Regions from separate parts of the Mus musculus genome. Here region 1 is linked to region 2. The links are chromatin contacts, called in public promoter capture Hi-C maps. All regions are on one chromosome and are shown on one strand. Each heading gives the region's core, a stretch centred on a gene start, on an enhancer-like site or on the middle of the called end of the contact. The rest is flanking DNA. Distances are from core to core; before and after follow the strand shown. Region 1 holds the start of Ngdn (neuroguidin, EIF4E binding protein). Region 2 holds the start of 4930579G18Rik (RIKEN cDNA 4930579G18 gene).

Region 1 (6,306 bases), core at 315-2,814, 360 kb after region 2:
AAACAGAAGTTTCACAAGAAAATCCTAATAAATACATGAAAAGTGCTGACAAGATGGCTCCAGGTCAAGGCGCTTGCCCACTAGGCTGACCAACTGAGTTCTATTTCCAGGACTCACATAGTGGAAGGAGATCCAACTCCCATTTGATCTTCACAAGCGTGCCGCACACATATAATAAATAAACTTTTTTTTTTAAAAGACAGAAAAATACCAAAACTCTTGTAGGTTCTTACAGTGCTCTGCGCCTCCCAATGAACCTTAAACAGCAAATAAATATCACAGGCAAACCCTCTGTCCCATTTTATGTAGTTCCCAAATAGGTAGAAACTAGAATGTTTCACCCAGAATTCAAGATAGAAAAAGGATTACTCTTTTTTGCTTAAAAAAAAAAAACAAAAAACAAAAAACAAAAAAACAATCACTTTTATGTATGCCTATGTCTGTATATAGGGAAGTCAGAAGGAACTAAAATTCCCCTGGGGCTGGAGTTAAAGGTAGTTGTGAGCTGTCTTGTCTGGGTGCTGGGAATGGAACGTTGGTCATCTGCAAGAATAATATGTGCTCTTGGCCACTGACTGAGCCATCGCTCCAGCCCCGTTTTCATTTTGTTTATTGAGATGGGATCTCACAATGTAGACCAGACTGGCTTGAAACTCATGGAGCTCTGCTTGTCTCTTGACTAAAGAGATCTGGGATTAAAGGCCAAAGCTACACTTTGGATTTCCCGGCTCAGGTCTGCTCTTCTGTTGCGCGAGGAAACTCCGAGCCAGGAGGACCTTTCTAGCGCTGTATTGTGTAATGCAGACGGAGAGTGGGAGTTATAACTCCCACCTAATCCTCCAGCCCGTGAGAGGCGAGGGAGTGGGCGTGTTGGAAGATACTGAGAAAAGATGACGGGGACAAAGGAAATATGCACAGCCAGGGTTTTAACCACGTTCTGCGGTGGACGAGTGGAGCAGTGAGAAAGGCACGCAGGTTGAGCCGGTTCCTCGCCTGTCGATTTTTCCCTCGAGAGGAATGCAGGGCGCAATGCGGCCTTTGCGCAGAGTCCTAGGCGTGCACGGGGAGGGTTGGCCGGTGATGCGGCCGACGGTTTCTGAACCTTGGGTTCCCGCTCCTCCATCCCAACCATCCAAATTACGGATGAAAAGGGCTCCACTGTTGTTCAAGGACAGTCACAGAACCAGGAAAGGCGCACTTGGAAGTCCTGGGGCCAATGGCGGCCCAGCAACCCTGCCGCATCAGAGAACGGACGGAAGCCGCCACCCTGCGGTCTGTTTTGGCACTACACGGAAAACGCCGTGGAAAGACTGTCTCTGCGGCATCTGGGAGCCAATGAGCTCTCGGGCTGCATAACTAATTTCTTTTTTCTACTGGTTGCACTAGCTGTCAATCAATAATCTGCACAATATTTATTGGAATTAGCATCCATCATTCTCTGTAAATCACGAATCACATGCTTCTGTCCCCGCCCACCTTTACGCCTTAAGAACGCCTCTGCGTTTGACACATTCAGGGAGTTTCTTTATTTCATTGGCTAGGTGAGGTCCCGCCTCTCCGATTAGCGGAAATGAAAGATCTCTTACTTCCATTGGCTGAAATTTGCAAACTGTGATTGTCTATCAAAACTATGAACTCACGCTAGCTCCTAGGAAGTTCGGGCCCGGAAAGGGTGGGCTTTGCGAAGATGGCGGCTCCGGTGAGTTCTGTCTCCTTGCTTCTTCCCGGAAAGGAAGGAATCTGTGAAAGTTTCCTTTCGCCTCCACGGATCGAGGCAAACCGTTGGCACCATGGATGATGAGAGTGATGAGAGTTGTCTCAGGGATGCGCTCACTCTGACACAGCGGTATCGTATGTCAGATGAGAGGGAGGGTCAGACGCTGCAGGTTGGCTGGTTCCGGACAGGAGGCTAACCCCAAATTACTCTTCAGAATGAGCTTTGTAGGGAGAGTCTCGTGACCATGGCGGGCGGTGACCCGGCCTTAAGGTGGGACAATGTTCCGAGCAGAGCTAGCGTCACATGTACAATGTGGCTGGGGCAAAGGCAGCCGTAAAGTTTGGCGATGAAATCTCCGGTCTTTTCCAGTAAATTGGGGGGGGTGTGGTGGGAGGAGACTGGCTGTGTGCCGAGGCTGCCTGCCCCTGTGCGGGGGGAAAACGACCCAAAAGTCGCGACTGTTTTGAAGGAAAGGAGGGAGTTTGATAGGCAGTACGTTCTGCAATCATCATCGCCTAAAGTAAGAAATTGATCACCTTTAACTGTCCCCTCCTATCTGTAGGAGGTGCTGGAGTCAGACGTGTCAAGTTCGATAACACTTTTGAAAAACCTCCAGGAGCAGGTGAGTATGTATGTCTTTTAGAATAAATCAGTCAGGGATTAACTTTGACTTCATAAGTCTCATCCACACACTTTGATGATTCGAATACTACAAAATTATCTTAGGTGTAAAATAAAAGCCTTATATGCGCTTCATGAAAGTTCAAAATAATTCATTCAGCTCCCAAAGAAATACAGAAAGCTGTTTTTCCCCCATTCACTTACTTATTTATTTATTTTATTTAGTCACTTTACATTCCGATTGCAGCCACCCCCCAGAAAACTTTTTTTAAGTTATACCCAAACTCCTTTATTTAAATAATAACTAAGAAAACAGATGTTGACAATCTGTCAAAATAGTGGCTATAAGTGCCACTTAATATGCATTTACATAGTAAGTTCTAGTGGTACAGATAAAATTACACTCCTTGGCCTGTTTATGGTGCACACCTTTAAACCCAGCACTTAGGAGGCAGAGGCAGGTGGATCTCTGTGAGTTCAAGGTCAGCTTGGAGTGTATAGTGAGTTCCAGAACAACCTGGGCTTCATAGACAAACCCTATCTCAAAAAACAAAAACAACCCCACAAACAACAAAAGTCACAGCCCTCATCGCCACTGTCGGGCTCCTCACCCCCTTCACTTGGTTTCTTAATGACCCCCTCCCTCATCTTTAGACAGCACCATGACGATGTTTTCTCTGCCTCTTGGAGAACTGTTGGAAACGCTCAGTTCAGTGGTGTTCAGCAACAGCGTTTCAGATCATTTTTTAGGCGGCATTATCTAGTATTTATCCTTCACTGTTCATAGACATTACTTGTGGTCGGGTGAGCTATTCGGGTTTAACTTGGCTAATTTCAGGTGATGGCTGTCACTGCACAAATCCAAGCACTGACGACAAAAGTTCGAGCTGGAACGTATTCTACAGAGAAGGTAAGGGCTCCTGCACAGGCTGGAGGGCCAGCTCCGTGGTTACGTCACCCGTCCAGGTGACGTAACCACTTGGATCCCAGCACTCGTGTCTACATGACCCACAATTCTAGCTCGGGCATCCCATACACATGTGCCGTGTGAATGTACATACACATAAATAACTGTAAATCTTAAGGGGGGGGTACTTGAAGAGGGAGGACCTCCTCATATGATGTGCTTGCTGGTTTGGTTTGGTTTTTACTGTAGGTTTGTTATGTGGTGTATGTCCTAAGAGTTAGAGCTTCATCTAAAAGGGGTAATGTGTGGGTTCTGTACAGGAGTCTGGCAAGAATTGCAGACCAGAAGACTAGATAGGAGTAGTGGCAGTCATTTTACAGAAGTCAGGAGGAGTGATATGCCAGCCAAGCAGAGTCAAAAAAAAGGTACCTCAGAGAAAGCAGTGGGGTTTGAGAGTAGCTATGTGCCTGAGATACTCACCATTGAATGCTGTGGGGGAGTAGGTGGTTTTGTGGATGTTGTGGTGTGTGTGTGTGTGTGTGTGTGTGTGTGTGTGTGTGTGTGTGTGGTGTGGTGTGTGGGTAAGACGTAAGAATGGAGTCGTCACTTTGAGCAGCCATGTAGGACAGCCGAGGAGTTGCTCTTTTGTTTCTTACAGTCTTAGATGATGTCAGTTTGGACCGTGGTGACGACTTTATATACAGAAGTCCCCAGCTTCGTTTCCTGTCACTTCAGTTACCTGAGATTAACATCAGTCTGAAAATACTGAATGTAAAGTTTCAGTTACACCTCCTAAGTTTAAAATAATTTATTTTAGAATATAATTGAGGTATTTGATATTGCTAGTTGTTGTCAATCTCTTACACTTGGTTGTAAATGAAGGTTTATTATTTGCATAAATGATTGGGAAGAACAGTGTATATAGGATTCAGTGCTCTGCCATTGCAAACATTCATTGGCACTTTTGGAATGCATCACTTGCGGATAAAAATGCCACTAATCTGTGATGAGAACCCATTGACTGAAAGATGCATCCGAATTTGAGACACCACACTGTGAAGATGATGTATCTGAAAATGAGATGTGGGAGCTTCCGCTCTTCCTTGGACCTTTTTTCCCTCCTCGTTCTGGTTTGCTTGTTTGTTTGTTTAGACATGAGCCTGCTATGAAACATGGATTAGCTTTGAACTTGTGACCTTACTTCTCCACCTTTCAAGTGCTGGATTTTAGATTCTCTGATGTGCAGTGAAATAGGCTAGCTTTCAAATTAAAATTTAAAGAAAAAAATCAAAAATTTATAGAACTTCTTTGGGGATTATTAGTGTCAGTAGATGCCAACCCTTGCCTGCTTTACTGGCGTGAACTGGAAAGCTCTGCTGGGCCTTTGAAACAGTCTCTCTATGTCACCCTGACTGGCCTTGAACTTACAATGATCCTCCTGCCTTCACCTCTTCATTTCTAAGATTACAGGCACAAACTGTCTTGTTTATTGTTTGTTTTGAAACAGGGTCTCACCATGTAGCTCTGGCTGTCCTGGAATTCACTGTGTAGACCAGGCTGGCCTTGAGCATGTGCCACAATACCCAGCCCAAGAGAATATTTAAACAGAATATTTCATGGGTAAATGAAAATATAAAAATCATGTAGTGTGTCAGTAAGGATGAGTGATTTTTTTTTTTAAAGCATGGGAGCAAAGCAGATTTTTATATTTTTAGAATAACAAACATTTTAAATAATCTTTTTTTAAAGATGTATTTATTTATGTATGTGAGTACACTGTAGCTGTACAGATGGTTGTGAGCCTTCATGTGGTTGTTGGGAATTGAATTTTGACCTCTGCTCGCTCTGGTCAACTCCCCTCCCTCAGTTCCTGCTCGCTCCAGCCGGCCCAAAGATTTATTTATTGTTATACATAAGTACACTGTAGCTGACTTCAGACACACCAGAAGAGGGCATCAGATCCCATTGCAGATGGTTGTGAGCCACCATGTGGTTGCTGGGATTTGAACTCAGGACCTCTGGAAGAGCAGTCAGTGCTCTTACCTGCTGAGCCAGCTCTCCAGCCCTGTAATAATCTTTTTCCTACCTGTTGCTTTTGTCCATACTATTTATTACTTATTCTTCTTACTTTTATTATTTGTTACTATTTTGTTTGTGTGTGGTTTTGTTGTTTATTTGGTTTGGTGTTTGTTTTTGAGGCATGGTCTCACTGTGTAGCTCTGGCCGCCCTGGAACTCTCTATGTAGATCAGGTTAGCCTCAAACCCACAGAGATCGCCTGCCTCAATATGAGTTTTTCTCACATGCTTGTAACCCAGTTGGAACCTGACAGTGCTTCTGAGCCCACTTCTCAGGTTCTCCCCTGCCTTTGCTCTGGGCACTGCTGTCCTTTGGTGCTTCAGTAAGTGTTTGCTCATCTGTAGAGCAGATGTGGGGTAGCTTAGCTTTTATAAAGTGTTTTACAGGTTACAGGGTGCTTTCTTGTTACCTTGTTTGTTTAAAAACCAGTTTCTTTGGCTAGTGCAGGAATACTATTATTTATTTTCAGGTCAGAAGTTTACAGTCTCAAGTTCAAGTAACATAACCAATATTTAACTACCAGATGCATAAATCAGACTTTAAACTCCATGGCTTATTCTCTGCAGTACACTAGGAGTGCTGAAAGGAGCTAAGCATGTTGTTTAAGGCATACCCAGGACTCAGGCCTTGAAGTTGAACTGAGTATGACTTGCATTTGAATTCTTGCTGTGTAATTTTAGCCAAAGTACTTAACCTGTCAGACATACATTTTCCCCACAGGGCTGTGGACTGTCAGTATCATTTTATGCAGCTATAAGACTTCTATTTAATATTTGCAGATGTAATTATTACTATATTTTGTTTGAAGATAATGTATTTGCTTGATGTATTTTTTAACTGTATATATCATTTGGGGTTAGGGAATAAACCACATTCTAGATGAGCGTTCTACCTCTGGGCCACCAGCCCTATGACATAGTTTTAATTTTGGGAACTTTGGAGGATATATAATTTAGTGTGAGCATGAAACCCACCTAATGGGA
Region 2 (6,195 bases), core at 26-2,525:
CCAGCCTGACCCCTAGCTAGGTTGCTCACGATGGGTAAGTTAGTGAGAAAAGGAAATAAATAAAAACCAAAAAAACAAACAAACAAACAAAAAAAAACAAAAAAGAAAGAAAATAAAAGAACCCAAAAAACCAATTAAACAAAATAACTTAATTAAAACAAGAAAAACACGAACCAAATAAATAAACCCAACAAAGAAATAAAAAAATAAATTATAAAAATAAAAGATTAAAGAAGAGGTAGAAAATAAAAGAATAAACTAGGAATATGACAAATGTTCCAGGTACCATCTCACACCTGGGATCTTCAGTTCAGCCAATCGCACCTCACTGTGTACTGTATCTAGTCAACCGCCGTCCAATCAGAATGAGCCCTCCCTGCTAGGCGCTGTGCAATTGGTGGGGGGTTGGGTTGGCAAAAAAGGTGGGCGCACGGCGTGGTAGTCAGCGTGGCACTGCCAGAGTCCTCCCAGGGGCGCAGGGGGGGCGGGAGGGAATCGTGTGGGGGGACGCTGCCCAGTTTCCAAGATGTCAAAACAGTTCACTGGCGATGGCCAGCCTCAGCGAGGGGCAGAGGGGGGAATGGGGGCAGAGCATCAGTCCTGGCCCTGTAGGGCATCATCTTGCAGTCCCTGATGAATGAGCAAGCGGCCTGTGAGCGGCAGGAATGCTCCTTGCCTTTCTTTCATGAGGCAGGCAGGACCCTATGTCCACCAGTGACAAGCTGCAGCAGTGCCACTAGCCAACACTTGGGATCCAGGTGACAACTCCAAAGTCCCTTCCTCCTCTGAGTGTAACTGGGGAGAGGTCCTGTCACCGAGCAGGATCATGGAGCCTCTGATGAAGGTAGCCCGGGGGTGGCAGTAGTCAATTTCCCCAGGACCTGGTACACATTCAGCAGCAAGCTCAGAGTATGTCTTCCGGTTTGTCGTTGGCACCTCCTCAGGGACTGCAGCTGAGACAGTGGTTCCGGTTGGGTGGGTGAGTGAGTCCCTGCCTCCAGGGATGGAGGAGAAGCTGAAGCGACCGACACGATGCTGCCCTTCACCATGGACAGCAGGGACCAAAGGAAAGTCCATCTGAAGAGCAAGTGGTGACACGCGGGCTGGGCTGCCATCAGCTTTAAGCCCCTGGGTACAGACCCCCAGACTTCTCTGCAGGGTTTCTAGTCAACAAAGCTTAGGCCACCGGCCCCACTCAAGTGTTTACAGCTCGGCACTGTCGTCATAAACATCTGACTCTCTTAGGTTTCTTGGTCCCTAGATGGGGATCCCAACAGTCTGTAGCAAACAAGGCAACCCACAGTCTCTGACAGGTAAGGGCATGTGGGCAGGCACCCCAGCACTGGCACAACTCTTCTTGGGGTGTCCCGAGTAGGGCGATGATTCAAGTCCACCCCTTTCCAAATGCTTCTTGTTCTCAGTACAAGTCTCTCCAGAACAGTGCTCGTCTCAGCCCCGATGTAAGCAAGAAGGGAGGCGGGGCCCATCACAGACGCCCACAGACACGCCCCTCTGGCCAAGACACCGGGAGCACACTCGGCTCTGATTGGGCGGCTCGGTAGCAGCGGGTGGGTCCAGAGGTAGAGGCGGCATCAGCGATTGGCCAGTTGGGCAGGGTTATATTTTACGGGCGGATTACCGTACATGAGGTACTTGGACAAAGTTTTACGGGGAAGAAGGACCTTGTAATAAATAATATTCTGCACATCAAATCACTTTCACCGGCCCCCACCCCCGCAACACACACCAGAGAAAGGCTACACACACAACAGCCCCTCCCACCCTGTAATAATACCACTCCCAAACCCAGCTAATTCTATTTCTTTAAGGGTCAAGAAGACCTCGCTGGCTCCAATGGGGGAAGCCTCTTGAACTGGGTATAGGAAAAAGTGGTAATATTTGTGCCAACAAAACAAAACAAAACCTAAGAGGGCCTTGTGGTTCACCCCTTGGATTTCTAAGAAGCTACACTTCCGTAATTAGACCACTGGGGGGCAGAAGAGCAACAAAAATTCCTCAGCATGGCTGACTCGGTAAGAGACCCAAAGCCCCACTAGGTGGCGACAAGTGCCATTAAGCTTTTAAAAAGGAGGGAAAGCTCAAGGAGTTAGCTTCACAGAAGCTTCAGCAGCAAGAAAGCTGCACTTGGGTTTTTTGGTTTTTCTCTCTCTCTCCTCTCTCTCTCCCTCGCCTCCCTCTCCCCCCTCTCTCTCTAAAAAAAAGGGCCATTAACAGACTTCCAAATTAGGAGCCTGGTCTATATCACTGCTTCATGTAGGGAAAGGAAATCAAAGACCTTGTCTGTTATCACAAGGGGCATCCCTTGCTAAACCAGCGAATTCTCCCTTGCCCTATCCTGATCCAAGGATAGCCTTATCCCCTTTAGGTCATCCCACTGTGTAAGAGGGATGGCTGAGATGGTCTATTCTCCCTAGGCCCACGCTCGGCCCACCCTCCCCAACAGGTGGCTTGGCTAGTTACCTCTTTCTTTTCCTCTTCTTCAGCACCACCCTCTGGGCGCTCATCATTGCTGACTTGGTCTGCAACAGGCAGAGGAGGCTCAGGCACCTCATTTTCAGGTCTGTTTTCACTGGTGTCCATGGTCACTTCCTCCTTCTCTTCACTGACAGGATGGAAGAGATTGAAGGAAAGGGTAGGAGAGAGTGAAGGGGAAGAGAGAGCAAGATGTTAGCTTTGTGGACATAAAATCCCAATGGCTCCTTACTTGGGCGGGATCAGACTAGAACTTTCCCATGGGAAAGTGGGAATGCTTTCTTTAGGGAAAAAGCACAAATTACAGTGGTCATGGCCACTCAGTACCAGATGGGGCCTTTATGTGGGGTTCCCAGCACTCAGAGTTCTTAGACACTCACTTCACAGCTCTCTTGCACGAAACCAACAGTCTCCTCTGAAAAGTCCTTCAAAAGTGACCTCAATTTGTCTAGAAGGCTATAGCCTCTCTACTCACTAGTTAAGGCATCTTTAATTTACCAAGAACCTAAAGGAAGCCCACTTCCTTTATAAAAAAACAAAAAAGCTAAAAAACCCAAGACTTTGGAAAGGGCATAGGTGTAGCCAATGACCCCGACCTTGTGTCCAATCAACTGTTAATTAGTAAGTGCCCGGTGATCCACAGGGCCTCCAGACACCAGGACCAGTAAGAGTGAGGATGGGGCTGGTAAGGGTGCCCACTTCTCTCTCACCCTAGGAAAACCTGAGGAATGGCTGTCACCTGCTCAGAGCAGAGACTGTTCTTACATTTGACTCTTACCCAGTCACTCCCATTGCTCATTCCAACTTCCAAGAGATAAAGAGAGCAGGCCTCCCAAGTCAGTAATACCCTCCTCCACACCAGACAACTCCCCCAAAACATGGAACCCACTCGCTCACAAGTTAGCACTCACTTCAGACAAAGAAATCCAGAGACTCCATCAAATAAACTATCTTCCTACCTTTCTGCCACCATCCCTAACTTCTAACCCTGACACTCCCTAAAACTAGATTAAAAATAATCAAAATCAGGATGATCAGGGGTACAAGTGACAGAAAAGGGAAACCAAGCCTCTCCAGACCAGGAACTAGTACCAGAAAATACAGCACTCATTCTCACCAGGCTGTGTGACACACAAGAGGTCAGAAAAGCCTCCCCAGTGTAGGCAGGGAGAGATGCAAAGCTGAGGGGGAGGGGGAAACCAGGACTGGGCCCCCAGCTAACAGGACCCCATAGAACACGTGATTTTTTGCTTAAATCTTGAAGAAAGGCTTATCAAAAACCCAAACCAAAACAAACAACCTACTGCTCAGAGAGGGCAACTGGGGCCAATTAGAAACCGAGCAGAAAGGACAAAGGGAGAAAGCGGAATGCCTGAAAACAGATCAAAATGAAAGACAGTGCGAGGCATGAGGAAGCTGGGGAGGATGAGGCGGCGGGGCGGGGGGGAGGGGGGGGCAGGACACATGGGGATGCGAGCCTCTCACCCTGCTCTGCTGTCTGAGAACATCATTATTTTTTTTCTCCCCCTGGAAGTGCTGTTTATCCCTTTCTGGAATGGAAGAAATAACAAAAACCAAACAAAAAAATCCTAAAAAAATTAAAACAAAAATCCCGAATCAGACAAACCCCCTTCCTTGTCCGCAGCTCCCACCACCTCCTCCCAGCCACCCGATCCAGAGAGAGAAAATCAAGATGCAGCAACTGGGGAATCCAAAAAAAAAATGGTAAATGGAAGGGGAGGTGGTGGTGGAGCGGGGAGGCTAAAATAGATCGGGCGTTTAAGAGATAAGCGTTTAAGTCCTCACGGCAAACCCCGAGTTCGGCTGGACTGGTCTCTCTGGAGGAAGAGGAGGAAGAGGGCCAGGTTGCTGGTAGTAAGCAGACTCTATTGTATTGGTAAAGCGGCAGCGATCAGCCGGAGACATGCAGGGGAGCCATCTTGCCACTTACCCAGCAGCCCGTGTGTGCGGATGGGGGAGGGCCCTGATGCAGCAGGGGAGGGGAAAGAGGGAGGGCGCTGAGTGAGCAAGGTTCTTATCCTCTGGCAGGCCACAGGGAGTCAAGTGGCTTCAGAGGCCAGGCCTTTCCCTTCTTTTCTCAGGTTACAGCAGCTAAGAGGTCTACTGGTACAGGCCAGGGTGCTTGCTCCCAGTCTTCCAAAGGGCAAAGAAGGGGCCAGGTGGGGAGAACAGACAGCTGCCTGACCGAGGACCCAAAGTAAGTAATGGCAAATGGCAGAGTTGGGAATGAGAAACGATTAAAGCCAAAGCAGGAACATTTTTAAAGATGACCAAAGCTTCTATCTACCCTCAGAACATCAAGACAGCATTTTCTTATGTGCCCATCACTGTCCCACCCAGGATAACTAACTCGCTGCTCACCTCTGCCAATGATCACGTGGAACCTCTCTCTCTGTTTTCTAGAAAAGTTGGAGGGAAGTGGATAAGTCTGGGAGAGTTTCTTTTCCAAATCAGAGGAAAGGTGGATGTCTCTGAAGAGAGCCAGAGTTCCCAGTCGTTAACAAGCCCACTCAGCCTCAGGGTGCCTGCCTACACCAATGAGGAGAAGACAAGTGGACATGCACAGCTAAGGCCTGAAGGCATCCAGGTCGACAGGATGCTGCAGGTGAAAGGTGTTCCTTGGGGTCAGGGTAGGTGAGGTAAGCCCAACAGTGAGGCTGGGAGACAACAAAGACCAGGCATCTCGGCCATCTTCCACACAAGCAGATGTGAGTGTGAAACAGACCTTAACAAAAGATTCAGTCCTACTACAACCCTAGTACACGAGAGACTAGGGCATGTTGTGTTACAAAATACAACAACAACTCAAACCAACCCCTCCAACAACCACCACCACCACCAGTAATAGCAACAAAGAACTGCTGAAGACTCAACAAGCTAATCTGCGGACTGAAATGGCCTCAGTTCCTTTTCCTAACAGCAGAACGAACCCTCTTCAGACAGAAATCCGGAGACTCCATCAGATAAACTATCTTCCTACCTTTCTGCCACTATCCCTAACTTCTTCTTCTTTTTTTTTTTTTTGGTTTTTCGAGACAGGGTTTCTCTGTGTAGCTCTGGCTGTCCTCAAACTCAGAAATCCGCCTGCCTCTGCCTCCCAAGTGCTGGGATTAAAGGCGTACACCACCACGCCTGGCCATCCCTAACTTCTAATCCTGACACCCACTCCCCAAATGCTAGATTTAAAAAAAAAAATCAGGGGGCTGGAGGGGTGGCTCAACGGTTAAGACCACTGACTCCAGAGGTCCTGAGTTCAGTTCCCAGCAACCATCTGTAATGGGATCTGATGCCTTCTTCTGATATGTCTGACAGTTACAGTGTACTCATATAAATAAAATAAATCTTTGTTTATTTTTTTTTGTATTTTTGTTTTTTTGGAGACAGGGTTTCTCTGGGTAGCTCTGGCTGTCCTGGAACTCACTCTGTAGACCAAGCTGGCCTTGAACTAAAAAAATCCGCCAGCCTCTGCCTCCCGAGTGCTGGGATTAAAGGCATGCGCTACCACGCCCGGCAAAATAAATAAATCTTTAAAAAAAAAAAGGTCAGGATGATCAGGGGTACAAGTGACGGAAAAGGGAAACCAAGCCTCTCCAAGTCAGGAACTAGTACCTGAAAATTCAGCATTTCTACCAGGCAGTTTGACACACAGGTCAGAAAACCTCCCTAGGGGGTGGGGGTGGG

What was found. Capture Hi-C pulls out chosen DNA fragments and counts their contacts.
Region 1: a contact with region 2 is called in a promoter capture Hi-C map of liver. The contact joins the promoter of Ngdn here to the promoter of 4930579G18Rik in region 2. A contact is called at or near these places in 7 of 39 promoter capture datasets (the 3T3-L1 cell line, 3T3-L1-derived adipocytes, hippocampal neurons and 3 more), 5 of 484 Hi-C or Micro-C datasets (the Ba/F3 cell line, the G1E-ER4 cell line, cerebellum and 1 more), 1 of 115 datasets of contacts at active chromatin or transcription factors (memory CD8 T cells) and 3 of 9 other capture datasets (adipose tissue, liver and pancreatic islet).

What each region holds. Positions count from the first base shown.
Region 1 is chr14:55,013,890-55,020,195 of GRCm38.p6, forward strand. Ngdn (neuroguidin, EIF4E binding protein) reads left to right here and starts at 1,565. Exons shown (of 11, transcript NM_026890.2): 1 at 1,565-1,699; 2 at 2,280-2,339; 3 at 3,177-3,248. The coding sequence starts at 1,688.
Region 2 is chr14:54,649,236-54,655,430 of GRCm38.p6, forward strand. 4930579G18Rik (RIKEN cDNA 4930579G18 gene) reads left to right here and starts at 1,276. Exons shown (of 6, transcript NR_038053.1): 1 at 1,276-1,313; 2 at 1,830-2,033; 3 at 2,505-2,579; 4 at 4,139-4,218; 5 at 4,596-4,711; 6 at 4,918-5,865. Acin1 (apoptotic chromatin condensation inducer 1) reads right to left here. Exons shown (of 19, transcript NM_023190.3): 9 at 2,482-2,623.